Linked DNA regions of Mus musculus: all the other regions are linked to region 1. A link is a contact called in public HiChIP or PLAC-seq and promoter capture Hi-C data. All regions are on one chromosome and are shown on one strand. Each heading gives the region's core, a stretch centred on a gene start, on an enhancer-like site or on the middle of the called end of the contact. The rest is flanking DNA. Distances are from core to core; before and after follow the strand shown. Region 1 holds the start of Ndufb8 (NADH:ubiquinone oxidoreductase subunit B8). Region 2 holds the start of Atp5md (ATP synthase membrane subunit DAPIT). Region 3 holds the start of Pi4k2a (phosphatidylinositol 4-kinase type 2 alpha). Region 4 holds the start of Avpi1 (arginine vasopressin-induced 1). Region 5 holds the start of Nt5c2 (5'-nucleotidase, cytosolic II). Region 6 holds the start of Borcs7 (BLOC-1 related complex subunit 7). Region 7 holds the start of Wbp1l (WW domain binding protein 1 like).

What was found. Promoter capture Hi-C pulls out the DNA fragments that hold promoters and counts their contacts. HiChIP or PLAC-seq counts read pairs in DNA pulled down with a chosen protein or histone mark.
Region 2: a contact with region 1 is called in an H3K27ac HiChIP or PLAC-seq map of thymic regulatory T cells, with 9 times the contacts expected there. The contact joins the promoter of Atp5md here to the promoter of Ndufb8 in region 1. A contact is called at or near these places in 3 of 39 promoter capture datasets (the 3T3-L1 cell line, liver and pre-B cells), 1 of 115 datasets of contacts at active chromatin or transcription factors (thymic regulatory T cells) and 1 of 9 other capture datasets (liver).
Region 3: a contact with region 1 is called in a promoter capture Hi-C map of pre-B cells, with 3 times the contacts expected there. The contact joins the promoter of Pi4k2a here to the promoter of Ndufb8 in region 1. A contact is called at or near these places in 6 of 39 promoter capture datasets (cranial neural crest, frontonasal cranial neural crest, hippocampal neurons and 2 more), 1 of 484 Hi-C or Micro-C datasets (B cells) and 1 of 9 other capture datasets (liver).
Region 4: a promoter capture Hi-C map of liver shows a contact between it and region 1, with 3 times the contacts expected there. The contact joins the promoter of Avpi1 here to the promoter of Ndufb8 in region 1. A contact is called at or near these places in 2 of 39 promoter capture datasets (the 3T3-L1 cell line and liver).
Region 5: a contact with region 1 is called in a promoter capture Hi-C map of the 3T3-L1 cell line, with 5 times the contacts expected there. The contact joins the promoter of Nt5c2 here to the promoter of Ndufb8 in region 1. A contact is called at or near these places in 2 of 39 promoter capture datasets (the 3T3-L1 cell line and pre-B cells).
Region 6: a contact with region 1 is called in a promoter capture Hi-C map of pre-B cells, with 2.3 times the contacts expected there. The contact joins the promoter of Borcs7 here to the promoter of Ndufb8 in region 1. A contact is called at or near these places in 2 of 39 promoter capture datasets (liver and pre-B cells).
Region 7: a contact with region 1 is called in a promoter capture Hi-C map of pre-B cells, with 2.8 times the contacts expected there. The contact joins the promoter of Wbp1l here to the promoter of Ndufb8 in region 1. A contact is called at or near these places in 2 of 39 promoter capture datasets (embryonic stem cells and pre-B cells).

The regions. Positions count from the first base shown.
Region 1 is chr19:44,553,779-44,557,214 of GRCm38.p6, reverse strand. Ndufb8 (NADH:ubiquinone oxidoreductase subunit B8) reads left to right here and starts at 1,773. Exons shown (of 5, transcript NM_026061.3): 1 at 1,773-1,898; 2 at 2,158-2,284. The coding sequence starts at 1,814.
Region 2 is chr19:47,088,866-47,092,301 of GRCm38.p6, reverse strand. It overlaps Atp5md (ATP synthase membrane subunit DAPIT), which reads left to right and starts at 1,655. Exons shown (of 4, transcript NM_023211.5): 1 at 1,655-1,729. It overlaps Pdcd11 (programmed cell death 11), which reads right to left and starts at 1,536. Exons shown (of 36, transcript NM_011053.2): 1 at 1,435-1,536.
Region 3 is chr19:42,088,663-42,092,098 of GRCm38.p6, reverse strand. Pi4k2a (phosphatidylinositol 4-kinase type 2 alpha) reads right to left here and starts at 1,664. Exons shown (of 9, transcript NM_145501.2): 1 at 1,163-1,664. The coding sequence starts at 1,597.
Region 4 is chr19:42,127,245-42,130,680 of GRCm38.p6, reverse strand. Avpi1 (arginine vasopressin-induced 1) reads left to right here and starts at 1,688. Exons shown (of 3, transcript NM_027106.4): 1 at 1,688-1,810.
Region 5 is chr19:46,960,494-46,963,929 of GRCm38.p6, reverse strand. Nt5c2 (5'-nucleotidase, cytosolic II) reads left to right here and starts at 1,622. Exons shown (of 18, transcript NM_029810.5): 1 at 1,622-1,658.
Region 6 is chr19:46,688,261-46,691,696 of GRCm38.p6, reverse strand. Borcs7 (BLOC-1 related complex subunit 7) reads right to left here and starts at 1,791. Exons shown (of 5, transcript NM_025563.3): 1 at 1,612-1,791. The coding sequence starts at 1,749.
Region 7 is chr19:46,597,448-46,600,883 of GRCm38.p6, reverse strand. It overlaps Wbp1l (WW domain binding protein 1 like), which reads right to left and starts at 1,778. Exons shown (of 5, transcript NM_001177812.1): 1 at 1,591-1,778. The coding sequence starts at 1,680.

The DNA of each region.
Region 1 (3,436 bases), core at 524-3,023:
GGCAACTCTTATAAAGGACAACATTTAATTGGGGCTAGCTTACAGGTTCAGAGGTTCAGTCCAGTATCATCAAGGCAGAAACATGGCAGCCTCTAGGCAGGCATGGTGCAGGAGAAGCTGAGAGTTCTACATCTTCATCTGAAAGCTGCTAGCAGAATACTGGCTTCCAGGCAGCTAGGATGAGGGTCTTATAGCCACACCCACAATGACACACCTACTCCAACAGGGCCACACCTTCTAATCATGCCACTCCTTGGGCCAAGCATATACACACCATCACATACTGCTTAGGCAAAAACATAGAAACAGAAAGTAGATTAGTGTTTGCCAATGTGTGGAAGTAGAGGAATATGCTAATTGGTATGAGATTTCTCTGGGGCAGTGATGAAATGTTTTAGATCTAGATAGAAGTAATAGTCACACACGTTTGTAATATACACTTAAAAATCATTATACACTTCTCCCCCACCCCACCCCCGCCACAGTCTCACATAGCCCAGATATGCCTTAGACTCATTATGTAGCCCAGGCTGGCCTTAACTCCTGATTTTTTTTTTTTTTGTCTTCATTTCTCAAGTGTTGACTTTACAAAAGGCATATACCATCACATAAGAGTACACTGTGGGGCTGGAGAGATGTCTCGGGGGTTAAGAGTACTGGCTGTTCTTCCAGAGGACAGAGGATCCAGGACCAGCGTTCAATTCCCAGCACCTGAATGAAGGCCAACAATCCACGGTAACTGTGGATTCTTTGAAACTCCAGTTCCAGGGGGATCTGCTGCCCTTTGGTCTCCTCCACTACCACATGCATGTGGAGTGCAAACACACATGTGGGCAAAACACCCATACATATAATTTTCTTCTTAAAAAAGAATATGCTATGTTCTATATAAACAATATAAAAAAAAAACAAATGAATAACCTATACCAACATTGCTTTTAAGCAACATGAGATCAGGGTTTGCTATTAGTTAAATGCAGATGCTGTCAAATTAATTCTGATGATGTCTAATGATACTACAAGAGGATAAAATGCACTGCAGTAGGCCTCCCCAAATCTATATGTTGAATAGTACACGCCTGTGTTTGTCGATCTGGTATACATTTGAGAAGGGATTCTATTACAGTAATTGTGTCTAAAGAGTTGATGGAAATACGTGCATACTCAAAATGTGTAATATATCCAAACCCTACTTGTACAAATAAAACGAAAACTTAATAGTATGCAAACATGTCTCCCAGTCTGTGTTAAGAGTTTGTTAATTATGGTCTTTCTGTTTGAAATCTGTTTTTTTTTTTCCTGAAAAATGGGAGGTTTGGGGCTGGGTCAGGCGAGCCGCCTCCAGTAATCGGCTTGGTTTTTGTATTTGTTGGGTTGAGGTGATTGAGACATTTAGATGAACTGAGACAACTTTGAGTATATAAGGAAAGAGATTTGGAGAAAGGATCAAACAAAACCAAGAGCTAAATGTGAAAAAGGACTGTGTGTGAGGACAGAAGGCTGGTTTTACTTTGCACAGCGGTCTGAGATATTCGGCTGGCGCAGCCCCGAAAGGGCCTCAGTCGGTTGAAGGCGAAAAGGAATACAGTAACTTGCAATATCAAGTAAGCAGTAGCTTTGTTTTCTCTCCTTGCTGTCTGTCCTGGCACCTCATCAGCCGCTCACCGTCCAGGCTCTACAGCATATTTAAATAAAGCCCGCCCAGCTTGATGCCGGGACTTCTGCGCTGGCTTCGGAGATCGCCGTTTGGCCCGACTCAGCCACCGTGACCCGCTTTTGCGCATGTGCAGAGTGAACCGCGGAGAAGGTGAAGATGGCTGCCGCCCGGGCTGCGGCCCTGGGAGTCCGATGGCTGCAGAGGACAACCCGGGGCGTGGTGCCACTGGAGGCACGGAGAGGTCTGCACGGTGTGGGAAGCGGGTGCCTGAAGTTTACTGCTTCGGGATGGAGGCATCCTTGGGACGGTGGCGGAGGTGTCCTGGCTGGGGGTAAGGGGTGGGAGGTCGCGGTGGATTCGTGTGCCCAAAGAAGGGATACAGGGTTGCTGTAGTCCGGCAAGGTGCGAAACGACAGCCTCTGCAGTCACTGCGGCTTAGTCCTTTCTGGGTGGGCGCCTAAAGCACCGTGTCCATCTGACCTGCATCCCTCTGCGTCCAGCCTTCCATATGACCAAGGACATGTTGCCGGGGTCATATCCTAGGACCCCAGAGGAACGCGCCGCGGCCGCCAAGAAGTATAACATGCGAGTGGAAGACTACGAGCCATACCCCGATGATGGCATGGGGTGAGTGAGGTAGAGGACTCGGGTCAGGAGCGGTGAAGGCGGTTGGATTGGGTGGTGCGACCCAGGCGTTTTCTCCCGGATCCTTGTAGTGACCCCTCAGAGTCATTAGTGCGGGTGCTTTTCTAGGTTGGGGGAGGTGGGAGTGGGTGGCTGAGCCGCTGCAGCCGAGAAGACTTCCATTTTTTTTGCTTGGCTCAGGCTGTTTGCTCAAATGAGGAAGCCGAGGTTATCATAGCTCCCTCGAGGACTCCAGAATAGTGAGATTCTTCCATGGCTCCATCCAGAGCACTGCGTTTCATTTAGATTGAGCATCTGCTGGGCTCAGGTGCTGACCAGGCGGGAGCTGGACCCCTGTCCTGAGAACCTTGCTGAGGTTGGGGTACTCTATATTTGTGTATGTCTGGCTTTTTTGGGGGAGGGGGTTGTTTGTTTGTTTTTTGCCATTAGGCATATGAAAATGTCACTGATGGTTAAGCAGATTACACTCCATGTCAGCCTTCATTCTTCAGTTGGTGTTAGTCCCTTCTGGCCCTCTATCTATCCCCTGTAACAAAGTTAATTATGAATAGTGGTTAAACATCATCGTCACTTCCTGTGTTAGCATTTTTCTTTTCTTTTTATTTTCCAATCATTTTTTTGACACGTGTCCAGTTTCCATTGTCTGTTTTTTACTTTGTTGTGGACTAGAACAGCCTGGGCAGTAGTCTGTATAAGGTGACCTTGGATTTTTAGGGGGGAAAACCAAGTTAAGGGAGACCTCCAAGGAGGTGTTTGAAGCATGAGGGTATACATCAACTTGTGGTTAAGAAACATAGTAGCTATGGAGAAGAAAAGCCTTTTCTAATGTGTACCTATTTTGTTTTATCCAACCAATATGGGTGTAGTTGATTGCTAAATTCCCTTTAGTTCTGAGTTGTGTGACTTTTCTTTGTAAGAGAAGATAAGGCCATATTGTTTCAGGATTTGACATAACCTCTAACTATATTTTGGACCTCTTTGGTTCTGTGCTTAGTGCTAAGACATCTTGATTTGGGGGCAAGTTCTTCTATTCTAAGTGATGTAGTTATATATATGTCGATTTGTTTCTGATCTTTGGGGCGAGGGCTTTGAATTGTCAGGGACTACCACAGCCCTTTCCAGAGGTTCTCGCTG
Region 2 (3,436 bases), core at 406-2,905, 2.5 Mb before region 1:
AACAAAATGTAGGTAAATTAAGGTAAGCCGGGCAGTGGTGGCGCACGCCTTTAATCCCAGCACTTGGGAGGCAGAGGCAGGCGGATTTTGAGTTCAAGGCCAGCCTGGTCTACAGAGTGAGTTCCAGGACAGCCAGGGCTATACAGAGAAACCCTGTCTCAGGGGGGAAAAAAGTAATTTAAGATACAAGTCAGATTATAATGCATAAACAAAAGAGAAGTGGCAGGATTCTGTAAAGATGAACACTTCATAAGAATGATGCTTTTGAGCTGTACATTAAATAAATAAAGAACCGGGTCTGGTGGTCCATGCCTTTAACTCCAGCACTTGGGAGGCAGAGGAAGGCCTATCTCTGTGAGTTTCAGACAAGACAGGACTCCATAATGAGACCCTGTCTCAAAAATAACTATAATAATAGTAAATAGAAATATGATGGTAGACAATGCTAAAAACAACAACAACAACAACAACAACAGAGAAACAAGAAAAAGTTTGCCAGGCGTGATGACACATGCCTTTAATCCCAGCACTTTGGGAGGCAGAGGCAGGCGGATTTCTGAGTTCGAGGCCAGCCTGGTCTACAAAGTGAGTTCCAGGACAGCCAGAGCTATACAGAGAAACTATGTCTCAAAAAAAAAAAAAAAAAAAGAAAGAAAGAAAGAAAGAAAAAGTTTATTTCTCAAAATACACCAACCAGTTGCCTGTCAAACAACTCTTCAAAGGCTTTCTAAAAAGCTGAATTATTCAATTAAGCTACAGGGAAAATAAAGCATGGTAACAACTTATATTTTAGAAAATAATTTGGCTCTTTGGTGAAAGATACTTAAAAAATTAATAGTTTGCGTTTACTTGGTACTTCAGAGCCATGGGGAACGTGACAAAATAATGGAGAATATTCCTCAGTCTACAGATTGGACAGAAGTGAAAGCCAGTGTAAGGATTTAAACGATGCACATCAGGGAAACCATGAGAACCAAGACGAGGTATAAATGAAGACGCAGGGCAGCCTGGTTGGTTCTGGGATACCTAGGAAGAAAACTTTAGTAGCCGAGTGAGACTGTGAAAGGGACGACGAACGAAAAATGTAAGGTTTGTTCTGTTATGGGTGCATGCTTCGTAGAAACAGTATAGCTCACAAGGTCTACTTCGCTGGGACTCTATAGTTCCCATTATAGACCCGATGAGACCGAGGCACCAAACAGTCTGGCGATCACGTAGAGAAGGCACTTAAGGTACCTGCAGAGGACAGCATGGCTTGCATGAACTGCTAGCTCCGAGGGGATTGAGGGAATAAGACCTCCCATCCCAAGCCAACTGTGCTTAGCACGAAACCCGGAGACCCAGGCCAGGAAGCCGAGGTGACAGGCATGAAGTCTCCTCCCTCCACGCCGAAGCTCCCGTGTCATCAGCCCCAAGGCTCCCACCGCCGCATACCTCACGGAGCGTCTCAACGCAATCGCACGCGCAGAACAGGGAGCCGACAGCTCCACGCGACTCGTCCACGAGCGTAGGTAAGACCAGGGCTACTTCCGTTCTGACGTCGGGTCTGACGCCGGCTGAAACGGGAAGTAGAAGGGCGGGACTTGGCGTTTATAGCCAATCCACGCCGAGGGCCGAGTCGTCGCGGCCTGTCGGTCGCGTGCGGGGAGGGGGCGTCTTCCGGTCGGGCCGAGCTCGTCGCTAGGTTTGTTGAAGGACATCGGCCGCCGAGTTTGGGGTTCGGACGAAGGTGGGTGAGAAAGCGCTCTTGGCTGCTCGGTCCGGTGATTGAGCTTTGTAGGGCCGACTAGAGTCTGGCCGTTTTTCCAGCCCCGGAACAGCGCGAGGTTTTCTTTTTGCGGGGAGACGCTGGGGAATGGGAAAGGCGCTGGAGAAAATGAGGGTCAGGGCCCCATGGCGGATCTAGGAAGCCTCAGCACCGCGAGTGACGAGCGCCCCAGGGCTCGCACGGTTAGCGGAGAGCCTTATGCCCCACTTCCCAGTGTGGATTGGGAGTGAGGCCGGTCGAGAGGGGAGCTCCCCAAGGTCATCCATCCAGTGGATGTTGAGAGAGGACTCTGGATTTTGACCCCATCTCTGGCAGAGTTCGTGTGTCTTGGCCTCTATGGCCATAGCGATTTGTTTCCTCCGAGCTGCGATCGGGAAACCAGGTCTCCTTTACCTGCGCCGTGGCCTTTGTCAAAACCAGAGTAAACGTGGAATGGCCCTGCGGTTCTCCAGGCCTGGGCTCTAAAAACGGATTAGATTTTGTATCCCAGCGGTTCTGAACCTGTGGATCATGATCGCTTTGACAAGCCTCTATCTCCAAAAATATTTATTTACATTACGAGACTCCTAGCCGTAGCAAAATTACAGCTGTGAAGGAGCAACGGAATAATTTTATTGGGGGAGGGGGAAGAGAGGTTTCACCACAACAGAAGGAAGGTCGCAGCATTAGGAAGGTTGAGAGTCACTGCCGTGTTTGATCAGTGCAAGGGTTTCCACAGAGGCTGTTTGCTGCTTGTGGTCCTTTGACTTTCATCTTCCTTATACCTGGTGATGGCACTACTCCAGATAGGTGCCCATAAGACGGGAATAGCTGTATCCAGGAGCCTGTTACAAAGCAAGGGCAGCTGCTCACCCCAAGACTTTAATGAAATGCCCATTTCACATGGAAAGGCTGGTGGTATTTAATAGTAGTTATTGGATTATTTAGAAACAGAAGCAAAACCTGTCAGCTTAGACTTTGTAGCAGGCTGCTGTTCAACAGTAGTACATTTTTTTAAAAAATACTAACTCACAGGCTCACAATTATTAGTCTTTGGTGATTTTTTTCCACTACCAAATGGCTCTAAGCTTGCACATGACTGCAAGGACAGGACATTTTAGTTTTATTTGTTCCTATTGCCAGGTGTGAATGGCTTGTCCCTCTAGTCCCAACACTGTTGGGCAGATCTCTGTAATTTCAAGGCCAGCCTAATCTATGTAGTGAGTACAGGCATCTGGGGCTACAGACTGAGATAAATAAAATAAAATAAAAATTCCATACAGGGCATTGTTAACAATATTAACTGTTAAAAAAGGTCATTGTCCTAAAACAATATGCAGTTTGTTGGAAGGTGCTTTAAGCCTTAATATCACCTTTGCTTGCCATGTGGTGGTGCCACACACATTTACTCCCAGAACGCAAGGCCAGCTTAGGTCTACAGAGTGAATTAATCCTGTCTCTCCATGACAGTGACGGCAAAGACATCACCATCGACACCACTTAGATGGAAATCTAAGCTTCCTTTAAAACCCCAGTTCCCGTACCTTCCCTTTGTTCTGCAGTCAGAATGAGTTGTCTTTGGAATACATCATCCTTCTTGCAGTATTCTATAGAATGAAATTTAAGCATCTCAATATTAACCAATTATGACCAAATCTCCTCCTAACGGTGAAAGGTATCAATCACTTA
Region 3 (3,436 bases), core at 415-2,914, 2.5 Mb after region 1:
CTTTTGGTTTTGTTTTTAAATTCACACACACACAAATGCAAGAGACCAGCTGCCCAGTGGTGGCACATGCCTTTAATCTCAGCACTGGGAAGGTACAGGCAGGCTGATCAAGGCCAGCCAGGTCTACAGAGTGAATTCCAGAGACAACTAGGGCTACAGAGAGAAACGGTGTGTGTGTGGGGGGGGGGGGGGCGATATATGGAGAGGGAAGGGAGGGAATTTTGATACAACTTTAACACCCATAATTTTAATACATATAAAAATAGTAAATTTTTAAAATGAACCATTTGGCACATCTGACAACATCAACAAGAAAGAGCTGACATATCTTGACCTACTAATCCTCTAATAGCTCTGGTCTGATCTGTGTCCAAAGTTTTAAATTCTTATGAAGTCTCAAATGGATAAAGGTCACTTCTTCGCTGCCTCAGTCACCTCATGCCCCACATTATCCTGCTTCCACACCCCCCCAGTACAAAAGCAGGCGACAGAATTAAGGTCAGCAAAACTGCCCTAGCTAAGTAAACTGCTAATATAGAACTGAAGGAAAAATTAAAGGGCAGGAGACAGTTTCGTGTTTTTAAAGCTCCACACTCTGACACTGAGGAACCATAAGCAACGATATGAACCTTTTCCCAGAAGTGAGCAATAATCAGGACAGATGACACTGACGAATCCACCCACGCTGTCACCAATGACTGCTAATAAGAAACCTGGGATCCCTACAAAGACAGCCCCACAACACAAGAGGGAATTAAATCCTCTGAGTCCGTGATGGGTCGACACACAGCTTTGGGCCAAACTAAAATAAATAAATAAAAGGTGAAAGAGAATAGGTCTAAAACCCTGAATCTGGAGGCAATGACTAGCTACTTGTCCCAGTAGTTTGAAGCTAAGGGACCGACTGGAAAGCAGCTTGGGTCAGGACTTTTCTGCCCCGTATCTGGTCAATTTCCTCTTTTCTCTTTTCGCTCACGCCTTCCCCTGCAAAAAGGTTCTGATTGATTTCTTCATCCCGCGAGGTTTCTCCACTTCCAGTCCCCAGAAGCATCCCCAATCTCGCCGGGGGCTGGCGCTGAAGTTTCTTTTCTGCACCCTTTCGATTCCCCCTTTCCCCGGTCCCAGGGCGCCGCCCCCGCTGCGCCCGCACCCCCGCGCTCACCCCCTGAGAGTCCTTGACGAAGTAGCTTCCACTGGAGCCCTGGTAGATGCGCTCGGGATAGATGCTGCACTCGATGGCAACCTCGGCCTGCCGCACCACCACCTCGAACTCGGGGTCCTCCGGGAAGTCGTTCCGCTCGCGGTGGGTCTGAACGGCGTGCGCCGCCACGGCCGCTTGGGCGGCCAGGGCCTGGGCCTGCACCGCCACCGTGTGGGTCTGGCCCTGCGCCGCCGCGCCCCGGGCCCGGTCCAGCAGGGGCTGCCGCTCCCGGTCGTGGCCGGGCGAGCACGGCGGTGACGGGCCGGAGCCGGCCGCCGCCGCCACGCGGACCGCGCCCCCCGGTACTTGCGGAAAGTGAGCTCCGGAGCCCGACGGGAAGGTGTACTCCGGGGGTTGGGCCCGCTCGGGGGACACTAGCGGGCTCGTCTCGTCCATCCCTCAGGCCGCCGGCTCGGGGACCCGGCGCGCTCCACACCAGCGAGCTCGCGGCCGTGACCAATCCGCGGCACTCCCCCACCTCCCGCTTGGCCAACCAGGGAGCCGCGCCTCCGTAGCTCCGCCCCTAGCCTGTCCTGTTTACTTGGCGACGCGTAGGCACGGCCCCTCGCGCTTGTGTAGTGGCCAATCAGAACCTGCGCCTACGCAATCGCGGCCTCCTTAGCTTTCGCGTCACCTTCTGTGGAGACCGCGCATGCTCGAGACAAACCCGGGTTAGGTACGCCCTCTGCCCTTAGCCCGCCCCAGCTTCCAATTGGCAGACAGATCTTCGGAAGCTTTTCCGATAGCTGCTTCCTTGCTAACTTATTGACTGGCTACGCTGAGCTGACTGTGAAACTGCAAAATGTCATTTTTGTGTCACTAAGCACCAGCTATGGACAAAGAATTGAAACGACAACAATGACATAGGTCACTTGTGCTATCGCAATAAGTTAAAAAAAAAAAATCCTAGTACCTCAGCCGGGCGGATGCCTTTAAACCTTTAAACCTTGCACTTGGAAGTCAGAGGCAGGTAGATCTGTTTCTTTGAGTTTGCGGCCATAGTGAGTTCCAGGACGGCCAAGATTACACAGAGAAACCCTGTCTCGAAAAACCAAAAGTAAATAATAAATGTCAGTCTTCATGCAGTTTACATAGTATGCTTTGCTCATATACTATGTAAATCTGATCATTGAGGAAAGCTTTGGTCCCTTGAGAATAAATTAGTCCGTGACTTTATTCACCTGAATGTCTAGACACAGTTGGTCCTCGTTTTCATTAATAAAAGGAAGAAGCTTTGTCCTCACTCTGTATAAGCACCACCGGAGACAGATATAAAGCTAACAATATTAGCTGAAAGTTCGCAATAGTTCATAGACTTGAGAACGTGAGAAAAGGCCGTATACAGGGTCTGTACCAAGAGCCAGCTGCTAAAGGAAGTAGCTGAATTGCAAGGGGAGAAGGGAAGAAAAGGCATACCATGCACAGGGAGCATTGCCAAAGTGAAGGAGGAAGAAGGCTAAAGCCTATTTAGGACACCCTGCTTGGCTGAGGAAAAGCAGAGCTAAACACTAAAGGCCTAGTGAGCCAGCAGAGGGCACGTGACATCCGGAAGCTTCAGAGGGCAGAGCTTGCAGGAGTGCAATGTAGAGCGCATCCACTCTAAACCTAGAGACAGAACAGAGGCTGCAGGCATGGAGGAACAGCTAAGGCACTTGCTGCTCTTACACCGGAACCGGAACCGGAACCGGAACCGGAACCAGTTCCCAGCACTCATATCAGGTGGGCCACAAAAACCTCTAAGCCTTGCTCTAGGGAATCTGACACCCTCCTTTAAGCCTTTTCAGGTACCTTCACACGGACAGGCACAGAAGAGAGAGTGACAGAGAGAGAGAGAGAGAGAGAGAGAGAAGAGAGAGAGAGAGAGAGAGAGAGAGAGAGAGAGAAACAGACAGATTCAGAAGAATAGAGAAAATGATAATAATAATAATAATAATAATAATAATAATAATAATAATAATAATAATAAGGAGGGACTGGAGCGATGACTCAGTAGGTAAGAGCATAGCACCCACATGACAGTTGTCTATGTAACTCAAGCTCCAGTGAATTTGACACCCTCGCACAGGCACAGAGTGCAGGCAAAACACCAATGCATATAAAATAAATAATAAAATAAATAATTTCAATACAATTATAGTGTAAAATGTAATACATAAAAACATGGGCTTGGAAATCAGAGATGTTTGAAGTTAAGCTCTGTTCTATAAATTATTAGCTTTTTTTAAGAAGTTGATT
Region 4 (3,436 bases), core at 439-2,938, 2.4 Mb after region 1:
AAGCTGGAGTTACAGAAGCTTGTGAGCTGCCCTGTGGGTGCTGGTTAAGTGCTCCTTAACCACTGAGCCTTCCCTCCAGCCCCCTTCATCTCCTCCCTACCTGGGAGTTTTATAGAAGAGAAACTAAACTTAGAAGGTCAGCTTTGACGTGAGGGAAGTCAGGAAAACTTTCTGCTTGCACCTGCTGCCCAGACAGGCATCCCTCCGGACATTTCTGGACAGGAGCACAAGCCCCGGATGAAGGAAATCAACATCCCTCCAGGTTGACAGCTGGACCTGGTGGTACAGCTCTATTATGCCAGCACTCAAGAGGCTGAGCCAGGAGGATGGAAATTCCAGGCCAGTCTGAACTACAAAGTAAAACCCATCTCAGTGAAACAGAAAGGCAGCCGGACAGATAGACAGACAAGAAGTGGCACACAGTAGCTCAGGGACGGAGCATTTTCTCAGCATGCTCACAGCAGTGAAGAACTAAAAAAGAGCCTCACAGATCCCCTGCAGTCATTTGTCCTTTCCAACCCGGCTTCCTTGGAACTGGTGAGACCTTCTGAAAATGCAAATTTAGTGCCACGCCACGGTTGTTGTTGTTGGTGGTGGGGAATAAATTAACCCTTGTAAAGGGCTGACCACATTATAGTCACTCTGTAAAGACTTGTAAAGACCGCAGAATGCCTATTCATAAGTACAAATCACTCTATTTCCTTGCTTATAGAGCCTCAGAGGGGCAAATGCAAACGTCACTGCCTACCTACATCCTCCCACCATGGCTACCTTGCTATTTATAGCGGATCTCCAGGCCTTATTTTATCCCTCTGGAGAAAAGCCGTCCTGGCTCCAGCGTGCTTTCTTCCCTCTCTTCCTTTATTCTGCCCAGGCCCATTCTTCCTCGTTCTAAAAACGTTAGCTCCTTTCTTTACTGGTTATGCTCCTTCTTGTGGCTTCCAGGACCTCTCAAAGATGCTTCCTTCCTCTTTACCTTCTTTCAACTTCATGTGATCATGATTGTAGTCACATACCAAGTGGTGGTTCAGTGTTAGCCTCTGTCGCTAGGCTGTTAACTACCTCAAGGTAAGGGTTGCAGTTCTCTTACAGCCCGTCAAGGAAACTGAACTGGAAAGGGTCTCAGTGAAAGATGTCCAAAGAGCTGTTAAGTTCTCCTTAGGTAACCAAACTGGCACAGTCGCTACAAGATTTGTAAATCATTCTGAATGCAGGCCCAGGAGGCCCGGGAGGTGAAGGGAGTTTTAGGAACTGTAGGTTATGAGGATCTTAACAGTGAAACCCTACGCCACGTGCGTTGGACTCGACCCAGAGAAAAGGGGCACTTGTCACGTGTACCCTGCAGGGCCCGCGGTCTCCAGCCGCACCCCGTGTCAGGAATGCGACCCCGCCCCGCCTGCGTGCCCGCAAAGCAGAGCCCGCCCCTGGGACTGACGTCAATCAAGGGGGCGCCTCCAGGCGTGGGGAGGGCAGGTGAGCTGGGAGGATGGGGAGGACCCGGAGGACACGCCCCTCGCCGATACTCCCTAGATGATTGGACTCAAGGAATCTCCGCACTGGGTTTGGAGGCGGGCACGGGAAAAGGGAGGGATAAGGCACGCCCCTCCCCCCTGCAGCAGCTGATTGGTCCGCGAAGGCTCCGCGTTCGATTTGGCGAAGTTGGCTCGGCTTCTCGCTCTAAGGCTGTGACCGAGGATTGGCTGTTGAAGGGGCTCGGAGCACTTTCTCTGAGGAACTGTGGCCGTGATCCAGGTGGCCCGGCCAGGCTCCCGGCTGCGTTCCGCCTGCCTCGGGCAGCTAAGGCAACCAGGTAGGTAGGCCACGGTCCGGCTCAGCTGTGCGTGGGAGCGCGCGGGCCGACGGTCGCAGCTGGGAATCCGCTGGGTCTCACATCCTAGATCCACTTAGGGGCTTCTCTCTGTCAGTCGCCACCTTTGAGCCCTGGGGCTCACTGTGGTGGGGATGTCGTCCTGTAACTTCGGCCAAGATATCCTCTCTCAATCTCTTAGCCAGCCAGTCACCTCCGCTTGGCCTTTGTGATCACTTTCAGGGCAGGAGCCCAGAGCTGCGCTCGCCCTTTTCCCAAAGCCCGAGAGAGGTTACAGTAGGCGTCTTGGCCGCCGGATCCCGATTGGGGTCTCCTGGAACTGGCAATAGGTTGACCCGACACCGATCTAACTTCCCAGAGGGCTCTACTCTAGCTCCGCTTGCTCTAAGTCCAGCGAAGAGGCTGGCGTGGGAATCCTGTCTGCGAATCAGTGGCGACCTCCAAAACCCCCAGACGAAGATGGCACGGTCTTAGAGGTTTCAGAACCTTCTGCCCCCACGTTTCTTTTGACCACCTTCTCAGCCACCTGGAAAGAATGAAAGTAACACTGGTAAGGCGCCCAGGTCTGACCACCTGGTTAATAGCCTAAGATCACCTACCAGCCTTGTGGAGTTGAGCAAGTCACCACTTCAAGAGGTCAGCTTTTTCATCTGGAAAATGTGTTTAACAATAGTGCCCGCTAACAGGGGATTAGGATGCCACCTGACAGGAGGACCAAAAGGTCCTCAAAAGTGCTCTTCTTGCTTGACGCAGCAAGCTTCCTTCTATGTAGCCATGGTTTTAAAAGTGCACAGATGAGCCTGTCTTTGAAGCCCTCTGAGTAGTTTGTACGTCAGTGCTAAATTAACCACGGCCATGGTTCTATATAGTCTTGTTAATAGCTTTCTCTTCGCATCATTTTTCATTCAACCAATGTACAATGTTGAGTGTCCACAGTAGGCCAGGTACTAGGATGGTCATTCATATTTCATCTCTGTACCCAGTGAGGATTTTCCCTCTCACTATTTTGATTGATGAACAAAGCAAAGGAAAAGTGACTTGTCCAAGGTCACTCAGTGGTCAGCGTCACTGCCACCTTAGGGGTTTTGAATTCTTTCAAAAGGATCTTTTCCTTGCTCTGTTAGTTCATTTTTCAAGTCATGCCTGAAAATGGGTCTGGAGTAGGGGCCCAGTTTCTTTCTTCACTTCCAAGGCAGAGAAGCGTCGAGTTAAGAGCTCTATAGTATGTCCTTCCTTTAATGCCCAATTCAAAAGATGTTGAACTTTGCCATCCTCAGTATTTACTCTGGGGGTTCATTCTGACGCTCTAGGGTCCATTTGTAGTGTTTTGCGACAAGTCCTTACTTGCTTGGTCTGTGCACGGATCCGAGCTTATCTTCTATGTCGGCTCTAGAAGGAAAGCTCTGTCTGTAATCTTAACGGCCCCATGCTTTTGCTTTTCAGTTTTAAAATGTACCATTGTTCAAGTATACACTGAGCTTCTTGGCGTAAGGTCTTGTCCAGGCGATTAGGAAGAAATTAATGATTGAACCTACTGAATGAGACAGGAAGTGTCTCCTGACAAAGTGTTCCCACCCCCACTTCAGTTTTCCCAATGTTTACCATCTT
Region 5 (3,436 bases), core at 373-2,872, 2.4 Mb before region 1:
AGCCCTGGCTGGCCCAGAACTTGCTCTGTAGATCAGGCTGGCCCTGAATTCAGAGATCCACCTGCCTCTGCCTCCTGAGAGGAATTCAAGGTAAGCTTTAACCACTCCAGGCCTACCTACAAAACCAGGCTTTCTAGAAACATACTTGGCTTAAAGGTGGTATTAAGCTAACTGCAAACTGGCTTACATGCCATTTTTCCCATGTTGAAAAGCCTAATAGGTGAAAAGCCTAATAGGGGCTTATCCTCAGCTGACCTAGGCAGGGTGAAAGGCACAGGAGGGTAAGTAGAAGCTGTTAGCAGAGCCCTCCTGTTTTCAAAAACACCCTGTGGTTCAGGTTGACTGCAAGTGTAATGAGTCAGTAGTATGTCTGCCAAGAACTTTCTTCTCTTTTTCATTTTCTTCTCCTTCCTCCTCTTTCTTCCTTGTTCCCCCCCCCCCCCTCACCATTGCTTCCTCTCCCTTTTTTCTTTCTTTCATTATGTTGCTCAGGTTAACTTCAAATTCTGGGCTCACGTAATCCTCTTGCCTTAGTCCTAGCATCTCCAGAAGCTAGGACTCCCGGCAAGCTACCATACTTAGTGTTCACTGAGAACTTTACTGCACAAATGCAAGGCGCTGTTACAAAGTGGAAGCCATAGTCCTCCTTGATTATGATGGTACTACAAAACTTGGCTTAGTCTTGGATGATACCATCTAAAGGAAATCAAAATCAAATCAGCCAAATGCCTGAGAGAAAGACAAAGATCCTCAGAATTAGGACAGAGGAAAAACAATGGGAGGGATCAAATATCCCCAACTCGGGAAGATCTTGGGCAAAGTCCAAGGTCGAAGAACCAGTAGATCAGTTGCTTTTCCGAGGCTCCCAGGACTAGAATTTGGTCTTTGCGATGAATTCCAGAGCTGCCCAGACTAAGGAATGCAGTGTTCTGGACATAGTGGGTGGGCTGTCTTGTAGTGAAGTACGGTAACGGGTGTCAGTGTATTCAACTACTATTTATTGTTTGCTAGGATCCAGAACTAAGCCTGGAGTCTGTATTGTTTCATTCTATCAATAATATCTCGGATAAATCAACTGTGTGTAGTCAGGTTCCTTGGTTGGTTCCCTGGGTAAGTAGTGAAACTAGGATTTGAACTCATTCTGATAAACCCCAAAGCTGGTCCCTATGATTATCATGGAGTTGAGTTCAAGGTCTTCCAGGGAGACCCTCTGGTTCGTTTGTCTAGGAGTAAGCTGCTAGGAGTAAGGGACACACTCTTCCCACCTTAGGGAAAGCCTCTCGCAGAGTAGGCGTGGTCACCTAAGGTAGGGGCGGGGCAGCCAGGAGTGTGCTGAGGGGAGCAGGCAAAAAGCCAAGAGGTGGTTATTCCTAGGAAATGGATAGGTTGTTAACGTGCATCACCCTCGGAGTTTAGCAGCTCTGGGAGTTCTGTGGTGGGAAGTTCCCCGAGCCCTGTGAGGGGCCCTGAGACAGGACCGCCCGCCAGGGAGCATCGCCGCGGCCGGCTTCTGCGGCGGAGCCCGGGTAAGGAACAGAGCGCCGGTCCCTGGCCGGGCGCGAGCTGGGGGCGGTGCCGGGGCGGCGGGGGCGGGGAGGGCGCGCGCCGAGGCGGCTGCGGCAGTTGCGCGCTAGGATTGCTGCCGTGCGGTGCGGCCGGTGAGTGCGGCGGCACCCGCGGCGGGCGGGAGGGGGCTTGGAGCGGGCGGGCGGCGAGCGAGCAGGCTGGGGAGGATGCGCGGCCCAGCGCGCGACCCAGCGGCCCCCGCCGTCCGCCCGGCGTCCCTTTCCTCAGGGCTCCCTACCCCGGCCCAGATCTGCCCGCGCGCCCGCGGCCTCAGCGCCCCGGCGTGGCGCACGCCCCCGGCCCGGGCGCCCCCGGCCCGCCGCAGCCCCTTCCCCGCGCGGCGGCGACGCCCCCGGCCCACGTCATGCTCGCGCCATTGTTTCCCAGCGTCCGCTAGCTGGGACCCCGCCTTTCTCGCGGAGTGGGCGGGCAGGCGCCGCTCTCGGTTCCCCTGGTCTCTCTGGGCTGGCAGCCTGGCCTCAGTTCTCGTGAGGCGGGTGCGGGGCTCCCCTCATGGGCTGCGAGCCTGGCAGGGTTTGGATCTGCCCGCGGAATGGCCCACGAGCCAGTTTTGTGGTGCGCAGTACTTCCTGGAAAGCTCACATCAATTGCAAGTCTCGCCTAAAGACGTTTGGAGGCGGTTTGTCCCTCGCCTTTTTTTTTCTGGGGCCCCCGAAGCCCTGCAGGGCGAGATGCAGAAGTGGGGCCTGTTACAAGAACAGCGTTTTGAGCGGTTGGCTTTGCCTGGCCGCAGCCTTTAAAAGCATTAGATGAAGGTTTGTGTCGGATTTGTTTCACAGCCTCGGTAGTCGAGGGCTGTGCTCTAATAGAGCACTCTGAAATGACTAGTCACTCAACACGGTTGCGTGTTCCCCACCACTTCTCTGCGCCCCCCCCCCCCCCGCACATTGTTTCATAATGACCGTAGACCTATAATTTTTCTTAAGGGATGCAAATTCCTTTGGCCGTCATGTGTAGGGGGAGGATGTTAAAACGGTGCCATTTATCGTAGACGTAGTGAGTACAGAAAGACTTCAGGTCTTTCACATAGTCACCTTAGCATTTTCCATCAATGGCTAAGAATGTAAGAGAAGACATCAGGGCTTAGAGGTTCAGTTTAACAAACCAGCTGGTTAAAAATTGCAATAAAATCGTTGCGGGTGCTCGTAGTGGCAAGGTGGTTATGCTGGGCTGTTGATACAAGGATTGATGCTTCCCGGCTTGCTTCCGAAGAGCATTTCCATTACAATATGAACCTGTTTGTAGGCCTCGAACAGGCTCTGTACCCTAGTGGCCTCGAACTTGGGATCTTTCTCTTCCAGGTCCCTAACAGATATTAATAGGCTTGTTCCACCATGCCTGAGCTTGAAAAACTGGTTTAAGCTTCACTCTTACCAAAAAAATGAACAAAAAGCCAAATTCAGTACTATTGGTTGTTGCATTATTCTCAGCCAGCATTAATCTGTAAAATAAGATGCCCTTCAAGGTTCTGTCGTATGAAACAGTACAGTCATCAGAAGCGTTTGGTAAATATGAGTACTCAGAGTGCCTGCTGGCCTTACTAGATGACATACGTCTTCCTGAAGAGAGCCAGGTTATGGGGGACTCAGCTGTATGAGGAAATTGGTGTCTCAAACATGGTATTTAGAAAAAGTTGATGTTTATGTTACTGCGTTTCACTATGCATCCCAGGTTATCCTAAAAATTCTTCAGTTTTCTGAGTACTGTGCACACATTTCTTGGCCTGTGTCTATAAACTGTAGGTTCTCAGTTTGGTGTGGTGGTTCACTGGAGACGCAGGGTCAGGTGACAAGCCTGGTCTAGGTAGCAAGTTCAGGACAGCCAGAACTACTAGAGACTCTGTCTCAAA
Region 6 (3,436 bases), core at 542-3,041, 2.1 Mb before region 1:
TAATTGCATTTATTTACTTAATCTGTGGAGGAGAGAAAAGGATGTGTGTACCATGGCTTCCACACTTGTGGAAGCTTGATGATAACTTTTCAAAGTTTGGTTTTTTTTTTCTTTCCACCATATGGGTCCCAGTTTCGGACAGAAACTTGGATGGTCCAGCTTGGTAGCACACACTTTGTCTTGCTGAGCTATTTTGCTGGCCCCAAACCCACCTTTAAAAAGTTTAAGCCTATTTATAGCATTTCTTCCCCCAATTTGTTTATCTAGAAGAATGTGTGTGCACATTTGTATGATGTATGCAACATTTTACATACACATACACTTTCTACAAAAGAAACAGAATCTAGAAATAGCAAAAAAAAAAAAAAAAAAAAAAAGAAAGGAAAGTCAACTTGACTGCCAACAAAAAACGACCCAGGAACTCTGTGCAACCATGATAAAGTGTCAAATGGTGAAACCATGATTTGCATAATTTATATCTGCAAAAAAAAAAGCAATATAACAATTCTTTAATTTCTTCAAACTTTCCCCTGACACAGATTCCTAAAAGCAACGTGTCAGATGGGACCACATGCAAAACATGTCACCAGAGATCATCAGGTCAGCAATGTCAACAGCTGTTATACAGTAAGGGCGAGCACTTCTTGTAATGGGATTTTTATTTTGTTTTGCAGCCACTGTCAGTGAAAGCCAGCTCTTGCTACACTGCAGGTTTAAAGTAATATAAGTCAGATGTTGTGAACATCCATGCACAGATCCAAAGGCCTGAGAACATAGTGTGTCATTATTGCAACTACATAGGAAAGCAGGTGCCGTTCCTATGAAAACTAAGTTGGAAACGGTAACCACTTGCCGAAGGGTTACTAAGGTAGGGGTTACTAAGGAAGGTGAAATTGGAAGTTTTCTAAGCAGTCCCTTCTGTATCCCAGGTCTCTTGAGAGCTCAGACTAAGGTGTGCCCATTAGGCACCGCCATACGTTTAATTTTCCATTAGTAAATACATACCAAAGACGAGGTCATTGCATCTCATATGCCCGTTTACCTGTCCATGAGCGTGTGAGTTGTCTCATGAGGAAAAGTGTATGAACATGTACGTGTCTTTGTGTGGGCACACGGTTTCTCTAGGGCAGATAACGACCTCAACAAGCAGCGTGTACGTGTCATCAAATCATTCCATTCATAGAATCGGATGGAGGATGGAGAAAGGGGGAGGAGATGGTAGGGCAAAAGAAAAAGCTTGTCTAGGAAACAGTGAAGAGCTTGGCCAGAAATATAAAGAATAAACCCACAAAGAGAGAGGTGTAAGAAATCTTGGAAGTTGAGGCCATCGCCAAGCCGAGATTCGAAAAGCGACTGATGTTCACTACAGACGCCCATGAACACAAACAGGCACTGTGTAGGAGCCGCAGCTCATCTGCCCGCCTGTGCTTCTCCCCTTCCCACCCATCATCTCTTCCAACTACAAGCATTCAACCTAAACTGAAGAAACTCACCCAGAATGCAACACGCGCCTGGGCCAAAAGCCTACACTCCCCAGGATGCAATGCGCCGCCTCTCCCGGAGCCAGCGCTGGGAGGAGGACTGGGCCCGGGGAGCCCACGCCCCGCTCACCTCGGAGCTCCGCGAGCCTTTCAGCACCTGCTTGGTGAGCGCGATTACATCGGTGCCACAGGTGTTCACCTTCTCCGTGAGAAGCCCCTTCACGGACTGACCAAATCGGGCTTGCGAATCCGGCGTCCCAGTCGCCATCACCTCAACTAGCGATCACCCGCAGCCGGACGACGGCGAGTCCCTGGGGCCAAAAGAGACGCAACCGTCCAATCGTGCGAAGAGGAAGGACCGCATGCGCTTAGCTCAAACTGCTTACTAAAATTACTTAAAATGTTCAGTTGATGGACATGGAAGGAGGATACCGTTTAGGCAGGCTACCCTGGAGGGGATAGAATATAATTTAGGTGAATCTCTAGTTTAGAGTCAGAAGATCTGGATAGCATCCCAAGGAGTGATGTGGCTACAAATTACTCAACCCCTGTGTCTTCTGTTATCTGTTTTAGGGCCAGCACTGCGTTACCTAGGCACATTAATACAACTCTGTCAGAAGTTCAGGGTCTTTCTTGGCTGTATAGCAAGTGGAGGCCGACCTGTGATACATGAGACCACATCTATAAAATAAAATATCTATAAAATAAAATAGAGACCCTGTTCAATTCTAACATATTTTATTGAAATTAGCAAAGGGCACAGGCCAAAGAAAATGAAATTCAAATGACTAAGGTAAAGAAATGTCAACATCATTAAATTCTGTGTGTGTGTGCGTATGTGTTTTCAAGACAGGGTTTCTCTGTGTAGTCCTGACTGTAGACTAGGCTGGCCTCAAACTCACGGAGATCCATCTATGTGTGCCACCACCACCTGGCTTTTTTTTTTTTTTTTAATCATTAGTAGTTTGTATTTATGAATAGCCTTTTAATTAAAACTCTGCTTATAATTACTTTGGAAGCAAGTCCTACTATGATGTTAGGTCCCTGGAGTATACCCTTTGAAGGGATATTGTGATCCTGGTCCCTTTTTGTCTCTCTTTCCATCCCGACCTTGGAGTGAACAACCCTCCACCACATGGTGCACTGTGGTGCCATAATCCCAAAGCAATGGAGTCAAATGATGTACACTGGGACCTCTGAAAGAAGTGGATAGCAATAGGAACTTGAAAATCCTAAATTGAGAGTCTGTAGAGGTTGGTTAAAAAAAAAAAGTTCATCCAAGAAAATTCTTGGGCTGGAGGATGGCTCACTGACTGCACTTCCAGAGGTCCTGAGTTCAATTCCCAGCAACCACATGGTGGCTCACAACCATCTGTAATGGGATCTGATGTCCTCTTCTGGTGCATCTGAAGGCAGCTACCGTGTACTCACCTAAATAAAATAAATAAATCTTTAAAAAAGAGGAAAAAGAAAAAAAATTCAAACAAAATTTTACTGTAGGTCAGCTCTGCTTTCTGTACATTTGTTTACTTATAGTTTATTTCTTATTTTTATTTTATTTATAAGTATGTGCCTGCCTATCTGTTTGTGTACCATGTGGACGCGTGTGCCTTTGAAGGCCAGAAGAGGGTGTTTGATCTGTGCAATCAAAGTTACAGACCTATGTGAGCTCTCCAGTGTGGGTGCAAGAAAGTGAACCCAGGACCTCTAGAAGAGCTGTCAGTGCTCTTAACCACTGAGTCATGTCTCCATCTTCAATTTTTTACTTTTATTTATTTATGTTCAAAACAGAGTCTCTCTATGTAGCCCTGGCTATCCTGGAACTCACTCTCTAGACCAGGCTGGCCTTGAACTCATAGAGATCCTCTTGCCTCTGCCTCTTAAGTGTTAGGATTAAAGGCATTTGCCACCACCACCTGGCAATTTATTTTTACTTGTGTGCATTTTTATGTGTG
Region 7 (3,436 bases), core at 529-3,028, 2.0 Mb before region 1:
AAGCTGCCAAATCATTGTAGTATATACATAAAGGGGACTATTATTCGGTCACAATGTGGGTGAACCTTGAAAACATGACGGAACGTGAAAGACGCCCCACATACTACAGCATTCCATTACACAGGGATGTGCAGAACAGGTAAACCCACAGAGACACAATGCAGGCTAGTGGGTGTCGCCAAGGGCCAGGGCTGGGGGTGGGGGAGGGGTGGAAACAGGCAGTAACTGGTTAATATGGATCATTCTTGGGGATGATTCAACTGTTTTGGAAGTAGATAGCCGTGGTGGTTGCACAACCATGGAGCGCCACAGTGATTCACTTTAGAACTGTTGGTTTTGTTCTGTGACTTTCAGCTCACTTGAAAAAAAAAAAATCTTATCAAATCACAGAGCTCGGCAGAGGATCAAGAGTTCAAGCCCTGCCTGACCTACATTGCAAGATCCTGTCTCAAACAAAACAAAACTCAATTATTTTGGGGTTTTGGGTGTTTTTCTTGTTTTGTTTCTTGAAGAGGATATTCGGGAGAAAAATAAGATACGTATGTGAAAGGGCTGCCCTTGAGCTCTAAGGGGAAAGGTAAGAATTCTGCTAACAATTTCTGCTCTTCAGCGTGATGTGACGTGCTAAGCTGCACAGGCTGTCCCTGTGCCTGTGGAAAACAGACAATGATGGGAAGAAAGGGGAGAAACCAAAGGAAACGATAGAAGCTTTGCCAGATTTAACAGGGGAGGGGTGATTCCCCCTACAGCACCCCACCCAATCTGGCACCAAGAGTAACGCTTCAATTAGGGTTTCGAAACGCCAGCCCAAGCTAGAATCAGCATAAGCAGGCATCTCGGCCCTGGACTCAGGAAGAGCAAGCCACCCAGCAAGAAAAGCTAGGGTGCTCCACTTGCTGCCGATATTGGCATCGGAACCACCCTCTGCTCAAAAGCCCTGAGCTGGCTCGCTCGGATCAGCACTAGTGACTTCTTCCCAGGACAGCTAGCCTAACAGCACGGTTTTCTCACACTCAAATGTGCCCCTCCTCCTGAGGGGTTACTACTTCATCCCTACTATCTCCCAAGAACCTTACCTCCAGCAACAGCCCACCAACGTACTATGCCTTACAGCATTAAAAATAAGAGTCAGGATGCCCTCAGAACTTTTCCTTTGTCCAGCCTGAAATAAATACCATGCTGAGCCCTCCTCCCTCTGGGGCCAGTGCAGTAACCTGGGATCCCAGCACACACTGGTGTGCACACAGTCTCTGGCTCCGGACTCTACTGCGGAGCAGAAATAGGGCCCACGGGCGCCAGTGTGCGGCGATCTCCGCGAAGAGTCCTCCAGAGCACCTACCATAACTACCCTCTCAAAGGACCCTCAAGTCGCCTGGCACCATTGCCTCTGCCACCTTCTTGACATCCAACTCGTCACAGGTGTCCCTCAGCTAAACATCAACACCCCCACCCTTCACCTGGTCCACCTTAGCCATGGGCTTCCCTCCCGAAAACACTCAACTCCTTGCAAACAAACCTCTTTGAGACCCCCCTCCAACCAGGCCTCGACCGCCCCAGACCCCCAAGCTAGCCCAGAAGCCCTCCCCTTACCTGCGGGGGCTCAGCCCTCACTGACAGGGGGCTGGGCAGCGCCTGGAGGAGCAGGAGCGCCATGCCACCCAGGAGCCTTCTCCTCTCCATCCCCCTCCTGCTCCTGCTCCTCCGCCACGGCGCCGCCACCCCTCCTCCTCCCTCTCTTCTTCCCTCTGCTTCCTCCTTCCCTTCTTTTCCTGTTTCGCTCTGCCCTCCCGCTTCCGGCTCGGCTCCACCCCGCCCCAGGCAAAGGGCCCGCCCAGATGCAGGGGAGGGTCTCCAGCTCCCGCGCCTCATTGGCTCCTACTTTCTGTCCATTGGTCAAAAGAACTGTGAGTCAAATACCAGTCCCAGCCACCCTCGTGCTAGGTGATTTGGCCAATGAAAAGTGGGAGGAAGCTGGGCCATCTTGAATGCTGCGAGGTGCAGAAAAGTGCAGAGCGCCCCGCCCCGCAGAGAGTGGCGGAAGTAACAGGAGCTAGGGACACGACCACCCGGATGCATTGAAAAGGTTTACAGTATTTCAGTCATTTTGAGTGTGGCGGAAATGTTATGTTCCCACAGTTAAGTGGAGGTAAAAGAAAGAAAGAAAAAAAAAAGTGGTGAGGTATAATGATTCTAAAGCGTGCTTCCAACTGCAGTCTATAAGCCTTTGGTGCTTTTTGTATTAAAATAAGTAGAGGTAAAAGAAAGAAAGAAAAAAAAGTAGTGAGATATAATGATTCTAAAGCGTGCTTCCAACTGCAGTCTATAAGCCTTTGGTGCTTTTTGTATTAAATTACAGGAAGCCCTATTATCAGGATCCTTTTTCCAAGCTCACTACCCAAGCAGCAGCTTTGAGTCATTTGAGTCCCCTATTAAATAGCACCTCTCTTAGCGATAGTGCTCTGCTACCCCCAAGTTTCAAGGACAAAACTCTTCAGACCCTACTCAGAAATAGCTCTGAGACCCACCAATCATTGCTTCATCCATGTTATCTTCCGGCTAAATGAAAATGGCTTCCCTTTGCCCCTCCACACACCGCAAGGACAATACTAGTCCACACAAACCCACACATCACCATGTAGCTGCTTCAATTTGAGAATTCTTGTCCAACAGGGCAGGAGGATGTATCACTCTGTGGTAAATGGCTTGCATGGGCAAGGCCCTGAGTTCAGACCCTGGTATGGGCCATAAGGAACAGAGAAAGGGAAGAGATAGAGGGAGGAAGAGAGGGAAAAAGAAAGAAAAAATTACACTTCAATTAGTTACAGGATGTACTTGGCTAGTTTTTGATGTAGGGTCTCTTCCTGTTGTCCATACAAGCCAGAAACTAGGTAACTCAGGCTGTCCTCAAAGTTGTGTTAGTAGTTCCCATGCAAAGCCCTCCTGCTCATTATAACTGCTGTTCAACACCTTACAGGCCAACTCAACTAAATGGATAAGGGTTTGGCAGCGGGTGGGGGTGTGGCTGCTGCCGAACCGACCTTGGCTTTCTAGGAGGGACAGTGAAAGTGTTCTGGATTACAGTAGTGACAACTGTAGCACTTTGTGACTGGACTGAACGTTACTAAACCATACAATTTAAAGGGCTGGATTTGGCTAGGTGTGGAGGTGCATAGCTGTAATCTCAGCACTCACGACTGCATAGCCTGAGCTTCATCGAAAGGAAAATACCAATTTCATGCTGTCTGAGTTCCATTTTACTGTCTAAGTGGGTGTGGGGTTAAATCACAGCTGGGATCTCGGCACTCGAAGTCCTTTGGTACAACTGTGTGGTGTCAGATGAATGCTGGCAGCGTTATATCCTCGGGCTCCATCTCAGACCTACAGAACCGGAAGCTGGGATGAGCCTTTCCACCTGTTTTCACAACATCTTCGGATG